Linked DNA regions of Mus musculus: region 2 is linked to region 1. The links are chromatin contacts, called in public HiChIP or PLAC-seq maps. All regions are on one chromosome and are shown on one strand. Each heading gives the region's core, a stretch centred on a gene start, on an enhancer-like site or on the middle of the called end of the contact. The rest is flanking DNA. Distances are from core to core; before and after follow the strand shown.

The links. HiChIP or PLAC-seq counts read pairs in DNA pulled down with a chosen protein or histone mark.
Region 2: an H3K4me3 HiChIP or PLAC-seq map of embryonic limb bud shows a contact between it and region 1, with 3 times the contacts expected there. The contact joins the promoter of Mipol1 here to the enhancer-like site in region 1. A contact is called at or near these places in 2 of 39 promoter capture datasets (cranial neural crest and maxillary cranial neural crest) and 6 of 115 datasets of contacts at active chromatin or transcription factors (acute myeloid leukemia, craniofacial prominence, embryonic limb bud and 3 more).

The regions. Positions count from the first base shown.
Region 1 is chr12:56,668,709-56,671,292 of GRCm38.p6, reverse strand. No RefSeq gene overlaps it. Among named protein-coding and RNA genes, the nearest start is that of Gm15524, 25 kb to the left of the region's middle. Within about 2 kb of position 1,297, at least 10 of the 459 cell types and tissues checked have an H3K27ac peak or open chromatin away from gene starts, as enhancers often do. A contact at or near this core is called in embryonic limb bud, where this site is marked.
Region 2 is chr12:57,229,121-57,231,704 of GRCm38.p6, reverse strand. Mipol1 (mirror-image polydactyly 1) reads right to left here and starts at 1,280. Exons shown (of 10, transcript NM_001164370.1): 1 at 1,094-1,280. Prps1l3 (phosphoribosyl pyrophosphate synthetase 1-like 3) reads right to left here and starts at 1,293. Exons shown (of 2, transcript NM_001037746.3): 1 at 1,094-1,293.

The DNA of each region.
Region 1 (2,584 bases), core at 48-2,547:
GATTCGGGTATCTACCCACATTGCACCTTTGGAAAGATACTCTCAAACACTGGCAAGATTTGTATTGGAGGAAGGACTGGCACATGGGACCGTTTTTACTACGCACGTTCTTTTATGGGTTGTGGGTAGATATTTTCAATGTGCTGCTTTCCTAAGTTTTATGGAGTTCTTGGACCTTGTGGATATAAACATCTGGGAATAAATGGCTAAATGTGAGGAAAACTATATGCTATATTTCCTGAGAAGAAATATATTTCTGTTAAAATATATAATAAATTATACACAATGGAAACGATGAGTCAGCAAGTACACCATCAGCACACAAGCCAAATAAGTGAAAACATTTTAAAATGAGAGTCCTTCTAGAGCCTGAATGTAAATGTCCCACTGCGCTTTACCTATTTACATGTGGTCAGATCACGCGGATGCCTGTCCTCCCGCATGCCCACAGGAGCTTCGGTGGAGGCCTGGTAAAGACGACTAGTTAGGGACAGAATGAAAAGATTCCGTCACTGAGATACTTCTAGAATTAAGCTGAGAGGGTAACTGAAAGTTAACTCCACGGCAGTCACTTTTGGAGTGAAGGAAATCAGTGTGTAACGGGAATTTTTCTTGGAAAGTTGTCCTGATGAGTTTTCTTCCTCAGCTCTTGGTACTGTGGTTCAATAACTTGGAGAGAGTTTTCTAGTGCTATGTTCTTTTCACAGTCTCGCTTTCTTCCTTTCTATGTCCCTTTCTCAAACAGCCTGTGGGAAACGCTCATCTACTTCAGCTTGTAGGGATTGAAGACGCCATCTCCTATGCTATGGCAGAGCCCACACAGCCTGTCTGCGGGGGGGTGGGGGGGGTGGCTTCTGCTCGGCCCAGTTGACCTCGTTTCTACACCCATTCTCAGCTGAGCATGCGTAGTAATCCTTCATCCCTTCTGGCGCTGCTTAACCAGCTTTCCAGAGAAGTGTTCTTCGCGGTTGCGCTTTGTCTGGGACAAGCTTTGTGAAGTCGCGCAAGTAGGCAGCTAGGAGAAAGAGTTAATTCTGTCCTTGGTGGCTGCAGCCCTAACAGAACTGTCATCATATAATAGAGCCCAATATAACAGAAGCGCAGATACTTATGGGAGAATTGAGACTTAAGTTTTATGCAGCTTTGATTTTACTCTTCTGATTGAAATGGATCCAAGCCGAGCAACGTAAGAGGTGACAGAAGAAGGAGAGGAAGTGCGAGCAGAGGAGGACAGGAACACATGTGCACATTCGAAACCCTAATAGGATTGGGTGAGAGCCATTGCATACCTGGCCCACTGCAACAGCAAAGTCTGGTTTCGGCATCAGGAGTGGGGTTTGCCATCTGGAAGGGATTTCATTCTGTGATTACCTTTGGACCGCAATGCTTGTTGGTTCTTTACTAACAAGCACAGACCCAGAGAAAGCCTTTCATGCTAACAAGCAAACAAGCCGTCCGTCTGCAAATTTCAAAACCAGAGGCAGGAGGCGGATGTGAAGTGGGTCAAAACTCTGCAGTTTCTCAGGGGAAAAGAAGTTCAGAGAGAGAGAGAGAGAGAGCTTTGTCCTTCTAAACCCCTTTTCACAGCACATGGAAATGAACAATTATTCCATACACCATATGTCCACTCTGTGGAATGTGACTAACTGCCCTCAGGCAAGCAGTGGAGAGTCTTAAATCTGCTCAGCAGAATGTACCAAGCACAAGCACTGTCTGTGGGCCATCTTCCACTAGAGCAGCTGGGGCCTCCAATCCCAGGGAGAAAAACTAAGAGCATAGTCCCTTTCTCTGTGTGGCCTCCCTCAGAATGGACCAAAGGGCTTATGCAACCCTGGCTATTCACTTTCACAAAACATCCGTTCCAAATGTGGACAGGAGCTGGTGACAAAGGGCTGTAATCCCAGCACTTGGAGGCAAAGCAGAAAGGTCTTGCATCTGAGGCCAGCCTGGAAGACATAGTGAGACTCTGTATCAAGTAAATAAATAAATAAATAAATAAATAAATAAATAAATAAGGAAAGGACTAAATAGATATTAGAGAAGTTGAACTTGTTTTTCCCATTCTAGAATGGTTTATCCCTCAAAACTTTCCTTTAATAATCTGTTTAAATTTTTAAGAAAATGTTTAAGTGTTTTTTAAAAAATGGATTTTTTGTACAAAATATACAGATTCAGACTTATCAACCACATTTAAATATGTACCTGCATCTTACTTCTCTGTGAACCTGTCTGTATCTTCTTAATTGTTTATCAATACTGTTTGAATAAAAGCAATATAGCTATAAAACAAGAGCATTGGTAACACTGTTAGATAAGCTGTTTGCAAATAGCCACTTAAAAGGGTAGAAATAAATGTCTTGTAGAGGCTGGGTGTTTGTGAGACAAAAGCACACATTTCAAGAGCAGTTAATGGATGAGTTGCTTGCTAACCTTGAACACTTGATACTAGAAGTATCTATTTTCAGTGAGATGTTATGAAACATAACCACATTTTAATAGTCTATATTGTGGTTTCATTCATTCATTCATTCATTCATTTTTAAGGCTTTTTGAAACAGGGTCTCTTTGTAGCCCAGGCTGTTCT
Region 2 (2,584 bases), core at 31-2,530, 560 kb before region 1:
TGCTCTCCATAGCATGCTTGGTTTGCTTCCTTAACAACTGCGGTCCAACCTGCCTGGGGCTGAAAAAACCCAGTGATCTGGGCCCTCTCATATCAATCATTAATCAAGAAAATGTTCCCAATCTGATGGAGGCAATTCCTCCTTTAACTACCCTCCTCTCAAGTCACTCTAGTTTGAGGCACATTGAGGTACGGGATGATAGCCTATGTAATGATTATGTAACTAACTGTCCTTTGATGTGAGGTTCATTCCAGATGGCAATACGAAACTTTGCAAAGTGAGGTAACTCGTGAGACAGGTTAAAACTGTCCTTCTTTAGCTGTCTACCACCATCGGGAATTAACGGACATCAAAACGCTCAAGGAGCCCTTCCAAAGGCCTATTCTCTTAGAAACCTAGTCTATTCTTCTATCTTGTAGTGTCCAACTTCAAGTACTTCACCAATACCACTGGGTGGTGTCATCCTCCAGTTAGAAAAGCCAGCTCTTGGCCGGGCGATGGTGGCGCACACCTTTAATCCCAGCACTCGGGAGGCAGAGGCAGGCGGATTTCTGAGTTCGAGGCCAGCCTGGTCTACAAAGTGAGCTCCAGGACAGCCAGGGCTATACAAAGAAACCCTGTCTCGAAAAAAAAACCAAAAAGAAAAAGAAAAAAAAGAAAAGCCAAATCTTGAATGTAGTGAAGGCAGAGTTTGCAGCTGCATCTTACTAATGTAGGCGCCGGGCATACTGAACTACACTGGGGTTTTTGCTCGCACTTTGAAGGGTGAGAACTGTGAATCGCTCAAGTGTCCCGCAAAAGCACAGAGTGGATCCGCGGTCCCGCCAGGACTGAAACCCTAACTCGTCAAAGCTTAGAGGAAAAACAGCCCACACTTCCGAGTCATTGTTCGTCCCTTCTTAACTTTTGAAAGACTATGACGCCATGAGGCCGAAACCTGGAGAAGGAGCGGTGTTGTCACCTGAGGACGCCGCGACGCGGGCCACGCAGCGCTCCTGCACCTCCAGGGGCCGCGGCCGGAAGTCCCGGGCGGGCTGCAGGCCACCCTGAGGTTCTCCCCCCTCCCCCAGCCGCTCCCGGTCCACGCCGTTACCTGAGGAGCCGCGGGATCCTTAAGCGCCCACTCCGCTCGCGTAGTTGCCCGGTCCTGTGGCGCCGCCACCGAGGCAGCCAATCGTCGCGCGAAACGCTGCGCGTGCCCCTGAGTAACCAAAAAGAGCAGAGCGGGCGAGAGGAAGCGCGCGAGAGCACGCGGGGACGAGGCTGCGCGCAGCGAGCATGCGCGAGTCCGCTGGCTGCCGCGGGGCGGGGCGGGACGGGGCGGGGCTTCCGGCGAGCTGGAGGGCTCAAGGATGGTTCCGGGCTGCTGGAAAGGAAGGCGACCTCGAGGTCGCGTTCTGTGGGAGGAGCTGACAACCAGTGCGCGCTAACTGGGGAAATGTGTGGTTCTCGGGCTCATCCCATGGAGTATCTTCACTGGGCAGTGGTTTCCTTCTGTGCGCAGTGCTTTGCGGGGACAGAAGGAAAGGTCCTGCGAAGTGAGCCAGAGTGAGACTTAGACATCGGCCAATGGTTTCAGAAAAGCTTTAAGGCTGGTGACATTTTGACTTCAGGACTAGAAAGGGTGTACTCAGAATGTTCAATCGCAGAACTTAAAAGAAAGGGCTGAACGCCAGGGATATTTTTAAAGCGAAGTATAGGAGTAATGTGGAATTCTATTAGATGATATAGCTGATAATATTCGAATATTTTTCTCCTTTTAAAGAAAGAGAAGTAGTGTCCCTATGCTGCCCTATCTAATCTAGAACTCCTGCACCCCACCCTAGCCACTGATGCTCTGGTAATTTAGTGTTGAGCTATTGAAGTCACTCTAACTTATCTATTTATTGAGGGCATACTACATGCCAAGTAGTCTTCTGGATGCTGGGGTAACAGTAATAATAGTAATTTTTTACACCCACAGCAGAAAATTATATTTATTTTCTGAATTAATAGACAAAGTTCGTGAAAGACTTTATTTTGGCTTATAGCAATACGAGATCCGTGTCCACCATGCTAATAAAGGCAGGATGGCAAAGTGGCTAGCCATCCAGTCAAAAAACAAGAGAATAGAAAATGGAGCTGGGCTCTATAACCAAAAAGCAGTGACCCATTTCCTCTAGCAAAGGTTCACCTTTCAGAAGTGCCACATACTCCACAAAGTAGGTGACAGGAGGAATGAAGCATGGAAAAAAAGGATGAGATGACCAGATGGAAATTATTTGGAATAAATAGAGCATAATACTAAAAAGAAAAAGTTTCATTATTTATGTAACTAATGACTAGTACTAGTGACTTGTGACAGATTCAGGCTTTAAATGCATTTTTAAATTTTATTTATTACTTTACATTAGTCGGAGTTGAATCATATTTTTATGTAAACAAACCACCACTAAAAAAATATGATTATGGTGGTACACATCTGTAATTCTGAACCTTTGAAGAGTGAACGTGAATTCCAGGACAGCCTGGGATACATAGCAAAAGTTTCCAAAAAAGAGGCCACACTAACTTCTAAACAATGAGCCCTAGCAGGGCAGTGGTG